Linked DNA regions of Gasterosteus aculeatus: region 2 is linked to region 1. The links are chromatin contacts, called in public Hi-C maps. All regions are on one chromosome and are shown on one strand. Each heading gives the region's core, a stretch centred on a gene start, on an enhancer-like site or on the middle of the called end of the contact. The rest is flanking DNA. Distances are from core to core; before and after follow the strand shown.

Region 1 (2,852 bases), core at 250-2,749:
CGACGCGACACATATACTTGACTATGTATACGTGCATAATTACACTGCCGCGTATGTAAATGACGTGAACAACAGCAGCTTACAAATATGTGTGTTCAGAAACACCAAACGCACACAAAATGTGGTGATTGGTAGTAAGAAGGATATTTTTCTGGACGCAAACGCACACCAAAGTATTTAGGCTCGATAAAGCAGAGTTTTAAAGGTTTGGTTTGTCACTTTTTAAGTCACTCGCTTCCTTTTCCTCCATCGGTCCCTTTTTCTGGCACAAAGCCGAGCGCCCCCTTCCCTCCGTCACACTTCATACTTTAACTCCTTCCTTCCTCCTTTTCTTTCTTTCCGTCTGATACAGAGCCAGAAATACAGCTTGACAGCCGTACCTTTAGGGAGGGCGTGTTAACACCTCCTCCCACACACACGCCAGGGCCTTCGGACCTGTTTATGAAGTGTGCGCCTCGTGGCATTTAGGCACCGATAAATACGCGACGCGAAGGAGGAAGACATTTTGAATTGAATATTAAAGATTTTCCCTTTGAAGAAGGATTCTACTGACGCTCTTTTGTTTTGCGGCTCAATGCAGAAGGTTCTGGAATCGCTGTTGAGTTGTGTTTTATATTCATGTGTCTTTTTCACACGCCTCGGACCCGACAATGGTGACATTCCCTTGTACGTAATTGGTTTAAAGCCACCCAAGTGCACATAAAAGAGAAGAAAACGTTCATGGCTTATGAATGGCGACGTATTTAAAACAAAATAAGGTAACTAGGAGCTTCACACGGCGAGCAAAGTGTGCATGCTCGCCCGTGTGTGAGCATATGGGGTTACATGTTGGATATAAAGGCTCCGTCCTCCCTCGCGCTGCAACCTGAGTCCATGCGTGTGCACTCACACACGCATGCGAATCAGCAGACATACTTTAACGCCGCCAATCACTCGTCACCACAAACCCTCGTGACAGCTTTCTATCTATTAGCACTCTCCTACCACGTGGCCCTGAGGCTCGGATCCCTCTCAGTGCTGCGTCATATCGCATTGATATCACCTGAAACCTCACTTCAGGTATTTTATATGTATATATGTTATATCACATGACGTAAGGAGCAGACAGATATTTTGACATTGGCATGAAAAGGGGGGAACAAAGGGAAATGTAACTAAACCTTCCAGCCAGCGCCTCGTACATTTATTAATTAGCAATAAAATATTGTTGTTTGACAGAATGGCAGGTTGTGTTTGCAAAAAGCTTTTGTTATGTTCGGAAGGCTTTTGGCTGTAGTATCTAGTGGCTGCTATTTAAATAAGATTTACATCAACAGTAATCATTTACTCCCCAGGAAGTAAAGTAAGAGAATTTGAAGAGTTACTGTTTAACTGCAAACAGTGAGGTACTGTGTGCAAAGCATGGGGGGGGGTGAGGAGTGGGAGGGAGGGAATTACGGTGTAGAATGTCCTCCTCGGCGTTGGAGTTGACCTGAGAGCAAAGTTAATCCTCCACTAACTTAGCGAGGGAGAGAGAGAACGGGAGAGAAGCCAGAGTTGCATTCTGCACAGTTTGACTCAAACAAAGACACTTGCATTTGATAAAAAGTCCGAATAACAGACAAAGAAAAGAGAGGTTCTCCAACACTGGACTAACGGATAAAGATCCACTTAACTGAGAATGGGAGGTTAACAAATCTATATCCGAGGGCATGCACTTGCTCCTGAAGAAGGATTTTTAAGCTATCATCAGTGTGTGTGTGTGTGTACGGTCTATGTGGACTGTCCAGTTCTGGGGTCTGATTGTATGTCGGTGTGAGAGGCAGACACATGCCAGGTGCTGGTCCCGTCCGGGATGCCAGCTGCAGCACTGAAGCCTGCTCCGAAGGACGTCGGGACAGAGGGAGGGGCCGGACGAGAGGACCGCGGGTCCTCGGGACGGGAGCGACCGGCCCTGCCTTCCCTGAAGGTCCCCAGGGAGCTTCTGCGGAGCTTCCCCCACTCCAAACGGGTGGGATCCTATCTAGTAGGGAAAATGATCAACAAGGGATCTTTCGCCAAAGTGATGGAGGGGCTGCACATCGGCACGGGGGAAAAGGTCAGTGCTTTCTGCAGGGGGGGAGAAGAGACAGGACGAGGCGTGAAGAGACTCCGACTGTCTCACATTCATGCAAGATTACGATGACATGGTTGTGACTTTAACTGATTGTTATCTGGCTATTATCATTGTCATGTGTACAAAAAAACACCCTCAGACCCATATCTATCACAAGGATGAATATTTGAGGGTTCTTACAGGAACAGAGCTTTGTACCAAAGATCTTAAGAGGTCTGCAGTGGGTCTGTTCCTGATGAATATAATCAATTCAATTCAATTTATTTGCTGTAGCCCAAAATTACAAATTTGCCTCAGTGCCTCACAGTCCACTACTGTCTATGATTCTGCTCGAGAACCCTGAATCCATCAGGTTATGTATATATTTCCATCATACGAGTGTAGTCGCCTCTTATTGGGTAAAACACGCTGGTGTCGGATTTATTCTAAGTACATTAAACAGGGACGAATCTGGGTTGGTTAAAAGTTGTTGCAGAGGCGTATTCCACGGCAACAGCACTTAACGCCATTTCTATGTTCTCTTAACGTAAAACAGCAGTTTCAAGTTACAAAAAAATCTCGTCGTATCTCGAGGCCTCCATTTTGATTTACTGGAGGGGCCTCTTCCTGAAACTCGCTTCATTCCATGTGAGTGAACGTGACTTTTATAATGTTACGGAAACACAAAGTCACTAGACATTCTTTTTATGAACACACAGAATCCAAAACACAGCAACACACTTCACCACTTCTGTTCAGTGGAGGAAGGTGCATATCT
Region 2 (2,852 bases), core at 152-2,651, 94 kb before region 1:
GGCTGTTGGAATGGTTGGTCCTTTATAGTGTGGCCAACCTTCATCAGCCTTATGAGCCGCTTGTTGTCTCCAGAGGGAGCGGGGTATTTCTCCTTTTGGTCACCTCACCTCTTGCTCGTTGGTGCCCCTGCCCTTGGTGCTGATCTCTTGAGGTGCTATGCCCGTGGGTTGCCACAACGTGCAGTAAAAGCATCTATTTTGCGCAGATATCTTAATTTACAAATATTACCGCACACATTAAGAAATTACGATTTATATTTGCGGATCGCACTGCATTTGTGTTTGGGTTTTTAGAGACTGGTCTTACGTCGCAGATCCACAAATGCGTTTTTTCTAAATGAATCTATCTGTAGCCATTCAGATGTCGCCTTCATTTTCAACCAATCGCATGAGCGAAGCTCCCCCCTCCCCTCCCCACGAGCCTTCCAGCGATAATGCAATGCAACTTGAGATGCAACGGGTCCAAAGTCAGCAAACAATGTCATCTGGTAGTGACGATGCTCCGCTTCGATCAAATACATTACTTGTTCAGTGCGCATTTGTGAATCGAATACATTTGAGAATTGTTGCGTATGCATTTGTGAATTGTTCTGTCTGCATTTGCCATTATTGAGACTGATCTGATGCCATACATATGTACTGTATCAGCTTAAGTATCACATGGATGTGTGTAGATTACGTATAACTTTGAATCTGTGTATGGGCGAATCAGTATTTATCTATTGTTCATAATCAGACATTTGATTAATTAAAGCAGTGAAATATCCAGAAGTTTATTAAGCAACAAATAAACTTTACGAAGAGCACAACATGCAGTGGCTTTCCAGTTGTTCTCTGCATCGCTACACTGTACAAACATGTACACTATGAGGGAGTGTGTGAGACAGTCTGTGAGAGACAGTGGACGCTCGGCTGCAGCGCGTGGTGTTCATCACGTAATGTTATGGCTTCAGAAGGTCTTCTTCCAATGAATTATTTCTTGTCTTCAGCATCGATGACGCTCGTAATGGTCATTGCGATGTCATAACGGATCTTTGTGATCTTGGAGAACTCTCTCTATAAAAGGTAAGAACTAACTGATATCACTCCTTCATCAATGAGCTGCCCTTTTTTTCCGGAGGAACCAATCCAGCTGGCTCAAATGAACCTGCGCCGGAGCAGGTTAAAATTTTCGATGTTTCCCTATGGTGATTTAGCCAAACTCGCTTCGGGGAACCGAAAAGCCTGATCTACGTCATCTGAAAATTATCCGGCTAACTCAGTTAGCCACATACGAGGAACGGGGCCCAGGTGTGTGTACTATCAACAAGGGGTTGTTGTGCAAGATTAGTATGTTTAGTGTGTTTGATCATTAGCTAGTATGAAACAAGATTTTTACATCAATATAATTATTGTTAATCACATTATTCATGAATAGGAAAAATGTAAAGAGGGAGAGAGATTGTGTGAGTGTGTGTGTGTGTGTGTGAGAGAGGGGGAGGTGGGCTACAGGTTAAGAAAACTACCTATTGCTGACGTAATCTCTCATGTGAGACCACACGGGGCTATCGAATAAGGCCGGCAATCGTGTGTGTGTGTGTGGGAAGGACTGAAAGCATAATAGATCTTAGCTGCCGCTGTAAGACAAAGAAACTGTTTATGTAGAGACGCGGATGGCAGACTCAGATTTGCCATATACAGCTTTGTGCTTTTAACAGATTTTTATCTGTTAAAAGCACAAAGCTGTATATGGCAAATCTGAGTTTCAGCTACCAGTCTCACGTAGTGACCGATCTTGCAAAAACAGACTCTAGAACAGCAGCAGAAATAGAATATATTTTCAAGGTATTTTACTACAGTGTTTACCAGACTCTGCGGTCTGGAAACTTGCACCTATAACAGGTTATAACCATACAGGAACTATACAGAAAGATTTACGCAGCACTTAACAGAGCCTGGCAGTCTGTAAAAATACACAGTCGTTAAACATTACAGTAAACTTAAAGCAAACAAAACAAGGTTATAAAACACAAACTAAACTAACTGTTAAGAATGGCGTCGTAGAAAGTCTTCTGTTTGACCAGAGAATTCTCAACTACATATCTTACAAGAGCAGCACATTGTCCGTGCCTGCTTACACGTTGAAGAAGGGTTCTTCCTCGTCGTCTTGTCTTAGTCTTTATTGCTGGAGAATTGACTGGAGACACGCTGTCCTGCCTTGTCCTGGGGCAACGAGGTCAGAGCAGATATTATTTGCAGGAGGAGAGGACTTGTTTAATGATCTGAATGGCCAAAGCACATGGACCTCCAGGCTGTCCATGAGAGAGAAATCACACAAAAGGTGTGATCCAACCTCTTGTAGGGGTTTTGGTGTAATCTCACAAAGGTGCCACAACTCAGTTTAGAGAAATTCCAAAGAAATTTAAAAAGTTTTACATTTCAGAACTACATTCATAACGTATTACGTAACTTTTTTTTTTTTCTTTGAACAATGATGACAAATCGACTTGACAATTTCAATCATTTTTTTAGGGCTGTCAACATAAATTAATCTATGCGATTAATGTGGCAGAGATTAATGCAACAAAATATTTTAACGTAATTAACGTACGTTGTAGTCAAGTCAACTTTCTTTGTAACTAATTTTGATTTTTATTATTAACTATTAAATAAACAATGTAATTATAGTTACATCATTAAGCTGTACATATTCAATTCAATTCATTTTATTTTGTATAGCCCAAAATGGCAAATTACAAATTTGCCTCAGAGGGCTTTACAGTCTATACACATACAACATCTTCTGTCCCGAAACCCACCATCGGCACAGGAAAAACTCCCCAAAAAATGAAAAAACCCTTCCAAGAGGGGAA

The links. A called contact is a pair of places that touch in the nucleus more often than the background predicts.
Region 2: a Hi-C map of skeletal muscle shows a contact between it and region 1, with 4 times the contacts expected there. The contact joins the enhancer-like site here to the promoter of LOC120807628 in region 1. A contact is called at or near these places in 3 of 6 Hi-C or Micro-C datasets (skeletal muscle and whole body).

What each region holds. Positions count from the first base shown.
Region 1 is chr18:2,729,842-2,732,693 of fGasAcu3.hap1.1, reverse strand. It overlaps LOC120807628 (hormonally up-regulated neu tumor-associated kinase), which reads left to right and starts at 1,499. Exons shown (of 11, transcript XM_078094067.1): 1 at 1,499-2,077. The coding sequence starts at 1,835.
Region 2 is chr18:2,823,375-2,826,226 of fGasAcu3.hap1.1, reverse strand. No RefSeq gene overlaps it. Among protein-coding and RNA genes, the nearest start is that of meis2b, 25 kb to the left of the region's middle. Within about 2 kb of position 1,401, at least 1 of the 9 cell types and tissues checked has open chromatin away from gene starts, as enhancers often do.